3 separate regions of the Mus musculus genome follow, and all the other regions are linked to region 1. The links are chromatin contacts, called in public promoter capture Hi-C maps. All regions are on one chromosome and are shown on one strand. The core of a region is the stretch at or near the end of the contact, and the rest is flanking DNA. Distances in the headings are between cores, read along the strand shown. Region 1 holds the start of Phtf1 (putative homeodomain transcription factor 1). Region 2 holds the start of Bcl2l15 (BCLl2-like 15). Region 3 holds the start of Olfml3 (olfactomedin-like 3).

Region 1 (2,735 bases), core at 29-2,528:
CCCTTTCCTCATTAAGTTTTGTGTGAACTCTGTAGTTGAAGTGCCTGTCCTGACAGCATTTAGGTCTTAGAAGGGTCTCAGTATTTCATCAGTTCTCATAGATAGGAGGGGGTTAATTATCTCCACAACACTGGTGAGAAAACAGACTTGTTAAGTCAATTTCCTAAAATGACAGTTCATTACTGGGAGCTGGGGCCTGAATGTTTTTTGGGGGGTTCAAAGCTTGGCCTTACACAGCAGCATCCTAATAAAACACTGAAAATTTTTACCAGGGTTCCTGAAAAATAATTTGCAGCTGTACCACCAATTCTATTCCTCAAAGTACAGCCACAGCCCAGAAAACCTCTCGTGTGTTTGGCAATGAAGCCAAATGCTTTTGTTATTAGTGTTAAATTTAGGTCTTAACAGTAATTTTTTGAGGTCATTTACCAAAATGAGTTGGTTGTTGCCTTGAGCTCCACTGTCCAGCAGCACTGAAGGGGCTGTTAAGGCTCAACAGCTTTTTATTTAACCCTGAACAGTTAAGGGGTATACAGTGGGGATCACTGCCAATGGGTGAGGCAATTTTTAAAAATAATTCCTATGGGTGTTAACATTTTAGTCGTTTCACAGTATGGATAACTTTCATTTGATGCTGTTTTAATGGCTGGAGACTGCCTAAGTGGTAACTATTACCCATTTTTAGCCTTACATCAACTAAATGCTTAGTGCCTAGGGCAAGAAAGGACTTAGCTTTTAATAAGTTCAAGACAGTGGCCCCTGGAAACAAACCACTAAGGTGCACACAAATGTGTAGAGACAAGAACAGCTTAGAAACCCTGTGGGTATACATATTTATATTTACATTAGAGTGCAGTTGCCCTTTCTCTGGACCTCTCTTTAAATCACTATAAACAGCCATTTTCTCCGATTTGGGGGAAGTCCCAGTGCAGTCCGAGCCCTGTGCATCCCCTTAGTGTTGTGTGGGCAGCAGAAAGCCTTTGTCCCAGAGCTGCCGAGAGCCGAAGGAGGAACCACTGGGCCACAGGCAGCCTGTCCGCGTTCCAGGCCGCGCAAATTCACCAACATTTGTCCATCCAACAAGAACGGAGAACTCGAGCGAAGGCTCGTGCCCTGCACTAGTCTCGTCCCCCCAAAGGAGACAAGGACATGAAGTAAACACCACGCTAAATGCTACAGACCCGCACAGGAACCTCTGGAACATCGGGACCAGCCTCCCGGGGACCGACGGGTACTGGGAGGGTCGTTTCTGAGGTGACTTTCCGTTAAGCGTCGAGGGTTACACGCGAGGCGGCTGTCGGCTTCTTCCTCCGGGCAGCCAGAGCGGCGGGAAGGCGGCCGGGGGCGGAGCCGGAAGGCGGAAGCGGCCGATCGCATCGAGAGCTTGTGGAGCTGCGGCCCGTCCCTCACGGAGGACGCGCGCCGTTGCTCCGGCCCGGGGCCGTCTGCTGGCTTCCAGCCGGGCACCCAGCCCTTGCGGGTGCCGAGGTGGCTGGCGAAGGCACCCTTCCCGCTTCCTTCTGCTCATTCCCCAGTTGGCTCCTGGCTTCTCCCATGGCCTGTTCTGTGGCCGCCTAGGTCGGGCGTCTGTGGCTGCAGGCTGCGCTCCTCCCGGCGCAGGACGCTGGGCTGCCTCCGGGGCAGGGCTGGCCGCCGCGGTCTCCATGGTAACGGCCAGGCGGACGGCCGGGCCTCTGGGGGAAGATGCGGCCTGCCGGGCCCGCCGCCTCGCCCCCGGCCTCTCGGTCCGGCGGGGGTCACTGAGCAGCGGGGGCCCGGCCGGCAGCCTGCCTGGCAGCGGGCACCAGGTGAGCCGGCCGCGGGGAGGCAGAGGGCGCGGGAGGCCAGCTCGGGTACTTGCTGTCCCCGCATCCATTCTTGTGCTGGGTGGTGCAGAGGCTTCTCGGATGCTGTTTCGCCTATTTCCCCCTCCCCCCACCTCTTTCTGGCGAACACCCTGAGTAAGAGCAGCTAGCTAATGGAGAGACTGAGAGAAGCAGATTTTAAGCCATACCCCCAAACGGGACAATGACCTGAAACAACTGGACTTACCGAGATATTTCCTTCGTTTTCAGTGAGATCCCATTTCTCTGGCTGGAGACACAGATGGCCTCAAATGAGAGAGATGCTATATCATGGTATCAGAAGAAGGTAACAACAGTAGTTTTTGTTTGTAAACCATACTCCCTGCAAAAAACTCCCTTAAAGAATATTGTTAACTTTCCTTAAGTTTGGTAATATCACATGTTCTTATATAACATCTCAACATAATTATAAAAAATGATGTGCAAAGTCATTATAAACACAGTTTTAGGTTCTAGGAAGTGAGCTGTAAGTCACCTTTCTCAAGGCAGCATACACGAACTACTACAATGCTTTGCTTTTGCAAATTATCAGTCTTTTAATTTTTTTTTTTTTTTATAAAGACAAGAATGAAATCCTTATCTGCATGGCTCAGATTGTTACTATCGTCTGATTGAGCTGCTCCTTACCTTTTCTTCCTCTCTGATTCCCATTGATGCTTTCTTCAGGGAGTGGAATTTTAGGTGATCTTTAGTGTAAAATATTTGGAGGGTTGCTTTTTTCACTTTTTAGATTCAGCCTTTTTTTTTTTTTCTTTCTTTTTTTTTAAAACATCCCTGGGGAATATGAACTTAATATGTAAGAAACCCACTTTCCAGATACCATATTTAATAGATTCATGGCCTTGTGAGGTTTGACTTAGATACAAAGAT
Region 2 (3,018 bases), core at 256-2,755, 140 kb before region 1:
TAGAGTTCAACCTGATTTAGGTTTTAGTAAAATCATTTCTTGGAGGCACCTATAATAAAATACTGAAAGAACATACACAGACCCATTCACTGACTAATGCAGGGACAGGTTTGGAGCATTCCTGCCAAGGTTCCAGGAGCCTGAGTTTCCGTGAAACTCTTTGCCTCAGGACGGCGTCCAAGCCTTCAGGCGTCCAAGCCTTCAGGCCTGTCACGCAGACTTCACTCGAGTGGGTGTGGCATCCGTCTATCTGTCTGTCTATATTTGTTCTTTTGTTCATTCATTCATTCATTTAGAATGGGCAGAAAATAGAATATTGCTTCTGACTATGTTGCAGGATAGAAATCCCATTCTGAATAACTGACCTACTGTTGATGCTTGAATTTCTTACTGTTACAATTGAAGCTGTTTATTTTACTGGAAAAGAGAAATGTGGGTGTTAGGTTTGCTGGTAGGTTAGAATGATGTATCTGAGACCCAGACCACAAAGTCTCTCCAGCTAGAGGCTGCCTTATTAATGAAGCCAAGCCCAGATTTGAGAATAGGGCACCGCTGTGCTTGAAGGAATGGGAATCTGGGCAAAAGAGAAATATTTTCAAATCTTATTTTCTGTGTTTTTGAGACAGGGTTTCTCTGTGCAGCCCTGGCTGTTCTGGAACTCACTCTGTAGATCAGGCAGCCACTGCAGGCGAGTGTTCAAGCCTGAGTTCTCCTAAAAACAATAATGAAGTTTAATACTTCAGGACAAACTTCTTGTTAAAGAATGAATCACGGTTTCCTGATTACTAAGCTTTGAGCTAAACAAAGGATATTTACCATTTGCCACATACCAGACATTGTCAGATCATTTCAGATAGTGTTATCTTAATTTGTATAATTTCCCTTTGAAATATCTTGTTACTTTAATTACTCAAATGCCCAACCAGGGTTTTTCCTCCACTGTCCTGGCCTTTATCTTTGCCAGCCTTCCACGAGTCTTAGTCCTTTACTTATTTTATTTTATGTTAGTTTTGCCTAATAAATCCCTAGCCTCAGATGTCACTACTGTAAGGCAGCTTCCCCAGCCTATTGGCTTTTGTCCTCTCCTCATCCACCGTATCTCAAGGGCACAAGAAGCTCTGTGATTTGTCAGTAGCTGCCATTTCTGCTGAAATGTACACTTCACAAGGAGCCATGCCTGTGTCATTTTCTGTGTTGTCTATAGTGCCAAGTATAGTCTTCTACATACAAATGTTCAGTAAATAATTTGTCTAATTGTGCCAAAGGGATGCCCAAGTCAGAAGTTGACCTCTGGTATCTCACCTCCCTTGAAATTACATCAGTTACAGAACCTAGCAGGAAGTATTTCTTAAATTACTCAAGAGAACCTTCTTCAATTCATTACAATTGCTCAACTTACCTCTTCAGTTTATTTCAGCTATAGATAGTTTATCTGTAAGAGCTATCCATTACTCTTACATACTGGCAAGGGTGTGGTTCTGAGATAAGGAACTGCAAAGTCTTTGTCATCCCCTTTGAGCAGTTTCATTTGGAAAGTTAATGGGAACTATTTTAGGACATATCCAATTAGGAAGCAATAAGAGGTAGGCAGCCACAACTGGTTTGCCAGGTTCTCTAACTTCCTGCTAAGCTTTGTGGAGAATGTCTAAAATGAAAAACCCTCGGACTTTTGAGGAGCAAACAGAATGCATCGTGAATTCTCTACTCAAAGACTTCAGGACCCCACTATCCCACGCTGCTAACCGGAACCTATCGGGTGCAGATGAACCATGCTCAGGTAAGGCTCCTAATCTGAGGTGGTGATTACAGGTGGGTAATAGAACCAGAGTCTGCTTCCTCTAGTTCCTCTCAAGCTTTAAAAAGCGAGTCCTAAACTTTTAGCAACATTTGAAATAAAGGATCTTCTCAATAGAGAAGATTATATGACTGCTACTACTGAGAATAGACAATGACAAAACTGTTTAAAAGAATTGCAAAAGTAGCAGAGGCTAGCCTGGTCTACAGAGTGAGTAGACAGCAAGGGGTACCTAGAGAAACCCTCTCTCTCGGGGGTGGGGGGTGGGGTGGGGGGTGGGGGGGGACCAACTATAGAACATTTCTGTTTTGCTGGGATTCAGGAGACTTTCCGTTCCTTCAACATGGTGAACATGTTTTCCCTGTCTTAGGAGAGGATTACTCTTTTGATGTGGCTATCATTGTTGGCCGCCTTCGAATACTGGGTGATCAGTTCAATGGAGAGCTGGAAGCTTCTGCCAATAATATCATTGCGGTAACCATTGGAGGACAGGTCAGATTTTTGCTTTTTAATGTTGTTTGCTGTTCTATTCTATTTCAAGCTTTAATTTCCTCCCTCCTTCCTTCCTTCCTTCCTTCCCTGTTTCTGTATACTAAAAATAGAAATATTCTGTGAGGATTTGGAGGTATATGTTTGTTCAAGAAGCTATAGAGGGAAATGTGATTGCTAATTCTTCAGACATTAATAAAAACCCAGTACTATAGAAGGAACTCATCTTTATCAGAGCTGCCCTTTGTGTGCATAGATCATGTTCATAGTTAACTATTCTTTGAAAATAATCTTTTATGTATATTTGTTATTATTAATTATTACTATTACTGTATGATGTGGGGAGGGGGACACATGTGCCACTGCATGTCTGTGGAAGCCAGAGGACAATATTGTGGAATTCTCCCTTTCCACCTTTGTGTAGGTTTAAGAGATTGAACTCGGGTCACCAGGCTAGTGTGGCTAGTATCTTTATTCCATTATTCATATTTTTAGTGCTTAATTTTGTTGGGAGTGGGCTCTTCCCCTTATCCCAGGGTCTAGCAGTAAGATTCAGAAATATTGCATAGTTTAGAAATCTGATGCAATTAGAGTTAACCTCTTAAAGGAGCTTGCTGGCTTCTCATCAGAACTCTGATTACTGGCAATAGCACTTGGACTTTGTATTAGCCTGAAGATAATAAAACCATCTTCCAGCAGATGTTGCTGATTATATCAACAGCAGCAAGTACTTA
Region 3 (3,012 bases), core at 166-2,665, 230 kb before region 1:
TGGTCCATAGGCCAACTGAACCACCAAACCGCTTCAGGATCTTCATTGACCTCACCTGAGCGACTGTGTAGCTACAGTCTGGTGGGGAAGAGGAGAAAGCACAGGAGAAGGAAACAGAGGCCAAGAGTTAGATGTGTATAACAGGAACTTCCCCCAGAGTGGGCCACCTGGGGAACAGAGACACACTTTTCCGTGCATGTGTCCACTCACGGAGGGTTGAGAGATGGAGTACCGATAAAGGACAGGCCTCTAGAAACTCTCAATGAATGTGTCATTCTGAAAGATAGAGCTATGGTGGCTTGGGACAAGAAGAAAAGCAGGAAAGGGGAGTTCTGAAACTGTCTGGACCTCTGTGAGATCACTTACCCGTCACCATATCGTATTTCTCATTTCTTCGGCCCTTGCCTTTGGCTCCAGGACCTCCAGTCACCTTCTCATCCAGCTCTACACAGGGCAAAGCTGGGTTCTGTGTCTCCAGATAGTCTACCTCCCTTTCAAGACGGTCCACTCTTCCTGAGATGGAGTCTGCTTCAGTTCTGAGGGTCTCCCGCTCCTTCTCTGCCACCTCCAGGAGAGGCAACATCTTGTTTTTGAAGTCCCGAAGCTCGGCAGCATGCCGACTACTCTGATCCTGGCATTGGGCCAGCCGTTCCTGAAGGGATCGGGGAGTCAGGAAGGGTGGGTTGCAGGTTTATAGCTCCCAGACAAGCAGAGGCCCAGCCAGGGAGTCAGGGCCAGGAAAGGGACCAGCTCAGCCATGCTCCCACAGCAGAGGAGACTAGTCAGTGGTACCATCCCATCCGAGGAACCTGGCTTAATTTGCCTGAATAAGAGTCCTTCACCTTGCGTTCTCAGTGATCTGAGCCTCCAGGAAATTAGGATGCTACAGACTTCAAATTGTCCAAAAGGGAGTAGATGTGGGGTGCGGGGAAGAAACGGACAGGAAGTTGCAGGCAGATTGCCTGGGAAACTTGAACAGTATAGCAGCATAGATGCAGCCCGATTCTGACTCTCATTTCCCCTGCCCCCTTATTCCATCTAATCTGAGGGAGCCGTGTTGCGTTTATTTGCTGGGCAATTGTCTTATGTTGGGGAAATAAAAGTCTGTAGTTAAGAGGCTACTCGTCATTAAGGACTTCTTACACAACCCGATCTTGTCACTCCCAGAGCCCTGACAGCTAGTTGCACCTATAGATGTGGACTCATCCTGGGTGAGAAGAGAAACAAGTCCCTCACCTCTAAGGCAGCTAGTCGGCGTTCCATGTACTCCACAAGGTGGTGCTGCTGTCCCTGAAGGGGTCCCGTCCATGACAAAAAGAAGAGGAGCAGCAGAGGAGCACTGGGCCCCATGGCAGCCTTAAGTGGGGCCAGAGGAGTGTGTGCATTCGGCCTCTTTCCCTCCAGCCCGTTAGCTCTGGGGGCGGGGCGGGGGCGGGGCCTCCTCCTTCCCATCTCTGGTGTCTCTCACTACTCTGGAATGCTTTCAGTCTCTTTACAACCCCCACCCCCTCCTTCCCGCCTGGCCTGATCAAACACAGATGGCCCCTTTGCACAGTCGCCAGAAGCCTTAACTACCAGCAACTTAGACTTGTGAGCTCCTCCGGAAAGGGGAGAGATGGCAATCTGGAGGCAGAGGCCTTCTGAAAAATGAGCAAGTTGCAGGAAGCCGAGACCCCCGGAAAACTCAGCAAACTCCATTCGTTTTAGGAGAGGGCTTCCAGTGCTGACTCGGTAAGAACCCAGCACCCTTCATTAACCTATCCCTTCTCCAGAAATAACAGAATGGATTTTCTGCCTTGTTCAGTGAAGCCAGAAACACAGGAGATGAGGTTTGAGGGGATGGGGGTTGGGGCAAAGGGAAGTCAACTTTCTATAGCTCATTGGCGCCACCTTGTGCTGAGCATTCTGGGGCCATCTCCCATGGCAAAGAAATCAGGCGAGGACTTCACCGTGTGGAGAATCTCAACCTAAGCAAGCCAAATCACAGGGCTCCCTATGGAGTACCAAATCTCTGATTTAGCCCAAGGAAAGGAATAGAAACAAAACTGGAGGTTGTTGAGAAATGGGAGGTGGGGTTTTTTGTTTTTGTTTTAAGCTAGCTGACTTAAATATCCTTGACATGACTTTCCAGGTATTTCCCAAATAGGAGGGTGCAGCAAGGACATGCTAGTTTACATTCATGGATTTAGGGGAGAAACCTGAAAAAAAAAATATGTACAACATAGTCTAAAGGAAAACAAATATATTCTGACCTTCCTATCACTGGGAGAGAACAGACTATTGATCGCCTTTCTTGGTTATGGTTCAGTAGGGCATTTGTAAGTATCTCTCATTTCTTTAAAATTAAGTAAAAAAAAATTTGGTTTTTCAGTTACATATGCTTTTATGTGTCTGTATACAGGTATCTGCATGGGATACAGGTATCCGTGGGGACCAGACGAGGACGTCAGATCTTCCAGAGCTGAATTTTAGGAGATTGTGCGCTGCCTATTGTTCCTGAGCACTGAGCCCCTCTCCTCTGAAAGAACAGTACACTCAACTACTAAGCCTTCTCTCCAGCCCATGTTCCTCCTTTCTATCCAGCTAAAGCTACAGGGGAGCTAGGCAGGAACATACATCAGAAGAAGTCAAATATGCAGCATTTACAAAGGGGCCTGCAGTGATTAATCTAGACAAATTCCAGTTTCTTTTCAGGAGAAAATTTTGTTCACTTTGGAATCAAGAGAAATTGGATCAGAGGTTCTTCTTGTTTTTAAGAGTTCATTATGTGTCTGTGTGGGTATGCACCCTGCAGCTGGAGTTAGAAATCACTTGTGAGGGGTCTGACTGGGTGCTGGGAATGGAACCCAGACCCTCCATAAGAGCAGCAGGTGCATTACCGCAGAGCTGTCCCTAAAGAGGTGACAGCTCTAACAGGGCCTAAGGAGACAGACAAAAATATCTTTCCCTAAGTTTCATTTTCACTGTGCTGATTTGAATGTTTGGTGTCATGTGCTAGGAAATGATGTTAAT

Evidence for each region. Promoter capture Hi-C pulls out the DNA fragments that hold promoters and counts their contacts. Capture Hi-C pulls out chosen DNA fragments and counts their contacts.
Region 2: a contact with region 1 is called in a promoter capture Hi-C map of 3T3-L1-derived adipocytes, with 5 times the contacts expected there. The contact joins the promoter of Bcl2l15 here to the promoter of Phtf1 in region 1. A contact is called at or near these places in 15 of 39 promoter capture datasets (the 3T3-L1 cell line, 3T3-L1-derived adipocytes, the C10 cell line and 8 more), 1 of 15 datasets of contacts at CTCF or cohesin (the NIH/3T3 cell line), 9 of 484 Hi-C or Micro-C datasets (the 3T3-L1 cell line, the AML12 cell line, B cells and 4 more), 8 of 115 datasets of contacts at active chromatin or transcription factors (the 230-238 cell line, the SCID.adh cell line, bone marrow-derived macrophages and 3 more) and 4 of 9 other capture datasets (adipose tissue, liver, macrophages and 1 more).
Region 3: a contact with region 1 is called in a promoter capture Hi-C map of liver. The contact joins the promoter of Olfml3 here to the promoter of Phtf1 in region 1. A contact is called at or near these places in 7 of 39 promoter capture datasets (the 3T3-L1 cell line, 3T3-L1-derived adipocytes, the HPC-7 cell line and 3 more), 4 of 484 Hi-C or Micro-C datasets (the C2C12 cell line, CD4 T cells, peritoneal macrophages and 1 more), 4 of 115 datasets of contacts at active chromatin or transcription factors (the 230-238 cell line, embryonic stem cells, large pre-B cells and 1 more) and 2 of 9 other capture datasets (adipose tissue and liver).

What each region holds. Positions count from the first base shown.
Region 1 is chr3:103,966,980-103,969,714 of GRCm38.p6, forward strand. It overlaps Phtf1 (putative homeodomain transcription factor 1), which reads left to right and starts at 1,279. Exons shown (of 19, transcript NM_013629.2): 1 at 1,279-1,808; 2 at 2,076-2,151. The coding sequence starts at 2,107. Phtf1os (putative homeodomain transcription factor 1, opposite strand) reads right to left here and starts at 1,337. Exons shown (of 1, transcript NR_030676.1): 1 at 1-1,337.
Region 2 is chr3:103,831,191-103,834,208 of GRCm38.p6, forward strand. Bcl2l15 (BCLl2-like 15) reads left to right here and starts at 1,506. Exons shown (of 4, transcript NM_001142959.1): 1 at 1,506-1,777; 2 at 2,166-2,287. The coding sequence starts at 1,642.
Region 3 is chr3:103,736,586-103,739,597 of GRCm38.p6, forward strand. Olfml3 (olfactomedin-like 3) reads right to left here and starts at 1,416. Exons shown (of 3, transcript NM_133859.2): 1 at 1,237-1,416; 2 at 367-652; 3 at 1-78. The coding sequence starts at 1,350.